Regions from separate parts of the Oryzias latipes genome. Here region 1 is linked to region 2. Evidence: chromatin contacts called from public Hi-C data. All regions are on one chromosome and are shown on one strand. Each heading gives the region's core, a stretch centred on a gene start, on an enhancer-like site or on the middle of the called end of the contact. The rest is flanking DNA. Distances are from core to core; before and after follow the strand shown.

What was found. Hi-C and Micro-C count contacts between places; a contact is called where the count stands out from the background.
Region 1: a contact with region 2 is called in a Hi-C map of embryo, with 2.3 times the contacts expected there. The contact joins the promoter of tshz2 here to the enhancer-like site in region 2. A contact is called at or near these places in 2 of 5 Hi-C or Micro-C datasets (both in embryo).

Annotation. Positions count from the first base shown.
Region 1 is chr7:24,857,726-24,860,562 of ASM223467v1, reverse strand. tshz2 (teashirt homolog 2) reads left to right here and starts at 1,403. Exons shown (of 2, transcript XM_004070997.4): 1 at 1,403-2,111. The coding sequence starts at 2,072.
Region 2 is chr7:24,739,008-24,741,859 of ASM223467v1, reverse strand. No RefSeq gene overlaps it. Among protein-coding and RNA genes, the nearest start is that of znf217, 15 kb to the right of the region's middle. Within about 2 kb of position 1,554, at least 6 of the 8 cell types and tissues checked have an H3K27ac peak or open chromatin away from gene starts, as enhancers often do. A contact at or near this core is called in embryo, where this site is marked.

The DNA of each region.
Region 1 (2,837 bases), core at 154-2,653, 120 kb before region 2:
TGTTTTCTGAGTTTTCTACTCAGGTTTGTCGTCACTTCACCTGACCACATCTAGAGAAGTTTTTATTCATTCATTTGCTCGAGGGTCCTCAAGTTCCTCAAGATTTTTTAGTTAAAGCTGTTTGGCTAAAGAGTGAAAACGCTGAAAATGCTAAAATCTCTCAAATTTCTTTAGGTGAGAAAAGTTGTGGTCTTTAGGGTGAAATGTTCACAGATGGATCACGAATAAACCACATTAAACCCACAGAAGAAGTAGGAATTAACGCCACAAAGAACACATAAATCAATGTAACAGCCAAATCTGACCCAAACCCAATGCGTAATTTTAACCTGATTTGTGCGCCATGTAAAAGTTATACATCGGTGGTAAATGCGTGAAAAGTCTGTAAGACATACGTGGAACGGTTGTGGAAAGCCACCAAACTGAAAATCACGCACAATTGCACAAGATTTCTGTTCAGTTGTGTATAAACTACGTAAAATACACACAGATAATTCTCAAGTTGAACAGCTTCAGACAGAATTCACGTAAAAACCCGAAACCCTTAACAGACATCTGCGCACATCAACCAATGACTAAAGCAAGAAACACGTATGAATTGCGTGTATCACGCATGTATCATGAACGACGAAAATGTCATACGTAGCAAATGCATAAAATGTCTGTAACCCTTGTGCTATCCTAGGCACTTTAACATTGGGAGTTTGGTCATCTAGACCCACTAGACAGTGCTCTGAACCTTTTTTCTTCAATGATTTGGAATCTTCACTGGTGTCCATGGATTACATGAAATCTTTCCACCTTTATTCACCTTTGTCATGGTAGGGAGAACACGTCAATGTAAGGGTGGGGTCATCTAAGATAGCACAAGGGTTAAATGAATTCCAATCATTTGGATGCTTGATGCCGTACATAGGACGGCGCTACTTTTGTTTCCATAGAGTTTAGAATTCAGAATACTTATGATCAATGTAAAATGTGTGGGCTGAGTGACACGGCCTAAAGATGCTTCAGAATTGAGGCTGCACTGAAAAGGAATGAAAAAGCTGAAAAATGTCCTAAGAAAAACATTCAAATCCTAACAGTCTGGAAAAAAGCAAATGTTTTGGGTTGTGTCAATCTTTTTTTTCATTTGTAGAGTTTGTGATGTTTAACGTCATCGCTAAATGATTAAATGTAGCAACAACAACAACAACAAAAAAAACACATTTCTGGACAAGAATATTCCTCCTAAGAGTTGCATTGAAATGTTTGCATCACACTATGGAGGAAATGTGACATTTTTGGAGTCAAAAAAGAAGATTTTTCTCTGCATTCCTGCTTTCTTTATATCTGTTGGCGGGAGAAAAAAAAGTTCCTGAAAGGAACAAAGCGGAAGTTGTTGAAGAAAACCACGCAAGGCTGCGTGAGCAGCGAGTGACAGAGAGCAGCTGCTGCAGTCTGGCTCCTTTTCTCTGGCCTCTGTTCCTTTAATAAACTCCTGCTTATCTAGTGTAACAAATGTCTCGCTACCATCATCAAGTCCAGCCGAGGAGGGAGGAGTTTTTAATGTTCAGTTTGTTCTCCGGATCGATGTCTGCTGGCATCGCCTCTCCTCCTTCCCTCCCGCGCCGTGCGTAATATCACCGCAACGCTCGCCTTTTTACGCGCATTTCCACTCCCGCACGCGGACACGACTGAGTGACGCGCGGCGATCAAACGTTACGCGGCGCTGATGGACGAAAACAGACGGTGAGGAGGGACGAGTGGCGCCCCGGAGCAGCAGGAGGAGCAGCGAGAGGAGGAGGAGGAAGAAGAAGAAGGAGGAGGTGAAGGAACGATCCAACATCCTGCCCGCCGCTCTCCAACCTTTCCTTGTTGGATTTTCTTGACAGAAGAAGTCGGAAGAGGCGAGAAGAAAGACTCACACTCTCTCTGTTTGCGCGCGCGCCGGGGTGCATGTGCGCGCGCGCCTCTGTGTGTGTGTGTTCATGGACTATCTCCCCGCGCCTTTCACCTGGACTCCGCGCTGATCTGCGACTCCTGAGCGGAGGAGGAGGAGGAGGAGGAGGAGGAGGAAGGAGACGGAGAAATGCCGCGGAGGAAGCAGCAGGCGCCCAGGCGGGCTGCGGGTAAGAACCTGACCCAAACCTATCTGTCTGTCTCCGCCAGAAAAAAGAATCCAATCAGTGCTTTATGTCTTTATTTCTGGGATGATCTGTAAAATTGACATTTTATTTTGAAAAGACAGAAAAAAGTTAAGTTTGAAAAGGAGGAGTTGAAGCTCCCCAGCTGCACTTTTAGAAACAAACAACAACAACAAAAACCAAAATAGTTTCTAAAAAAGGAAATGATGTAAAAAAAAAAAAATACATATATATATACACACACACAATCTGGTTGTGTAGTTTTCCCTGAATGAACCTGTGAGGAGTGGATCCCTCCAATCCCTGATCCGAAAGTTTCTTTAGGAAAAAAGCAAAGTGTTGGTTTGGAGAAGGATGTGCTGCTGCTGCTGCTGGAGGAGCCGATGAACTCTGCATGAACTCTTCATAATCTTATGGACAAATGGAGACAGGGTCACACACACACACATAAAGAAACACACACAGGTTTGTACTTCTCCTGTGCACAGCTGCAGGTCTGCGGGCCCTCCGCTTGTGTTTGGAAAGATGATCTCTGCTCTCCGAGGAGGCCCCGGCTGTGGCGCTCCAAGTGTCTTCTGACTTAACCCCATTGTTTCCTCCTTGATTTAAAAAAAAAAAAAACAGCGAATCCTTCTAGGGTGGATGTGTTGAGGATGCTCTCTGAGAAGTTATCAGTCTTTATTACGGCGGCGGATGTAGCAAGCAGATGGC
Region 2 (2,852 bases), core at 305-2,804:
AGAAAACTTCGAGTGGCGAAAAGGAATACGGCTGCTTTATTTTGTCCTAGTGACCATCAGCCAATCACAGGGTTTCAACAGTTGCTCTGCCTTGACCAGTCCGTTCCACTGTCCTATGGACCTACAACCAATAAAAGAGTACAGTTCAGTCAATTTTTATAATGGAAACGCTCAAAGTACCGGACTGGACTGATCGGTGCACAAGGCATTTGGTGTTGTGTTTTTAAATAGTTCCGGTCAATTAAACTCTTTTAGCCCTTGTGCTATCTTGTGGGGTCCAGATGACCCCACTCTCAACGTTAATCTAGACCCACTAGACAGTGCTCTGAACCTTTTTTCTTCAATGATTTGTGATTTTCACTGGTGTCCATGGATTACATGAAATCTTTCCCCCTTTATCCACCTTTGTCCTGGTAGGAATAACATGTCAATGTAAGGGTGGGGTCATCTGGACCCCACAAGTTAGCACAACGGTTAAGGGTCCAGTCTTCTGCTATTATTGCATTTCTTTTTTCAACTTTTCTTTTTGTGCACATTTAAATTAAATTCAATTGCATCTATTAGTGGATTTTAAAGATGTATTTTTCACGTTTAGTTACAACGCAGGTCTGCAAAATTCCAGCACATAATGTCGTAGGTGACTTTGAAAAGGCTTTGTTGCATTTTTGTTAAAACCTGTAACGCAGGCAAAAAAAAAAAGACAAAACACACAAAAAAAAGCATTTGCTTTGGGTGCCATGTCCCACCAATCACTCTCTCCTTCTAAAGGGGGCTGCAATGGCACCTGAGGGGGAATCTCATGGCCGTCATCCCAGAAAGCCTGCCACGCTGATGCTTGCTTACCATCTGCTCCCCATATGAGCAGAAACAGGCAATTGTCTGGGAGGAGGCACCTCCATCATGCTGTCATTGAACTAATATACTTCAACATGTTTTTCAGGAGGGGGGGGGGCAACCTTTTGGTGGTGTTGGAAGCCCCCCGTTTGTGCTTGAGACGAGCAGCTCCGGCCTGGACGCCTGTACACAAATGATTTTTTTTGGGGGGGGGATCCAGTGTCAACAAGAGCCAACATTATTTTATGGCGTAGAGATAAAAAAAAGAGTAGCAGGATGGGACAGAAAAAAAAAGGTCCTTCAGGGGGAAACATAGTGTAAATGAAGTTCCAGGAATGACACAGGCGAGCAATGAGGCGTGGATGGCAAATATACGCCGCACATCATCGGATAGAGATGCCAGTGGAAATGGCTTCATTGAAGTGTCAGCCCTCATCCATCAATCAATCATCCGCGAGAAAACAATAAGGGCTGCGGCGGACGGGGCCGCCTTCGCGGGGCTTGCTCATGGGTATCGGAAACAGCACTTAAGTGCAGCCCTGATGCTGGGAGGGAAGGAGGAGGAGGGGGGGGGGTTACAGGCGCACGTGCAGGTAGGGGAGCGGGACTAGGCACGCGGCGCCCCCAGTGGCGGATGTAGCGCGGGCTTCACCTCCGCCGCCGACGCCTCATCGCACGTGCCTTTTGTTCATCCGCGCTGTCCGCTCCTTCTTCCGGATCGCCTCAGAACAAAGACCAGCCTTTGGTCCAATCACGTCACGGAACAAGCCCGCGTGCGTGTACAAGAAAGCAAAAAAATAAAAAATAAAAAAATAAAAGCTCAAAGAAATCACAGCAAAGAGGAACAGCGGAGAGAATCTGCGGCGTGTTCTCCGGATCCTTGTTGAATAGATTGTTGTGTTGTTCATCTTCACTGCAGTGTCATTTTCTTAAGTGTTTGTCTTGTTTTTGTGTGTCTGAGCGGCTGTTGTTTATAGAAAGTCTCCCTTTTTTCAGTGTTTGGTGAAATACATTTGTGTTTTTTTAGCTGTTTTCTAAAAATATCAGCTGGGTGGTTACAATATATATATAATAAAATATCCAAAGTTGTACCTGATGTTGTTTCTGAACTAAAATGTTTTCTTCTTTGCTGTTTCCGTGTTTTCAGTTTAGTCCAAGTAAGAGTTCTGTTTTATTTTGAAAGCGACAGAATCTGAGAGATGGAAAAACTTTTTATTTATTTATTCCAACTTCCATGCAAACATTTTTTAATTTGTAAAATAAATCCGTTTGTAAAATCATGCTTATTTTCAAGAGAACTAGTCATAAATCATTATTTTTTTAACAGATGGTTGACTTTTATTTTGTAAAAATCTTCCTGAAATGTGTTTGTTTTGAGACTCAAAAAGGTTCTGCTAATTATGATGGGGAAAAATTTTCAACAAATGAACTTTTGATTTGATTTTCTTACCAGAATGTCAATTAAGTCTCTAAATAAAATAATTTTGCCCCCCTTTTTTAAAACAAACATTTCTTTATGTTTGGTCCAGTTTTTCCTAAGAGGGTAATATTAAACTCCCAGTTTTACATCATTGTGTACGGTGTAATCTTTACGGTGTTCTTTTGCAATATTTTGTTAAAGCGTTTATTTTGCTTAAATTGTTGTCATTTTCAGCTCTTTGGGTCTGTTTACAGACCCCACTGGTTTCATGGAACAGTTTACAACTTTATTTTGAAAGTCTTGCTCAAAAACTTTTTTAGTATGCAATAATCATGCTGGAAATCTCACCAAAATAAGTAATGTATAACTTTTCTATTAAAAATGTATATATTTTCGATTGTATGTTTTTATGAAAAAGTTTTGGGGTTTTTTTCAGGTGTCTTTAGATTTTTTTAGAACTAAATTTAAATTTTGACATTTTATTTTAACCAATAATATAAAACAAAATCCTGGCTGTGAAAATGTAATTTTCTACTAATCATAGAAATTACATGAAGATAGAATCTTGAGTTTTTTAACTACAGAAATGTGATGTTTT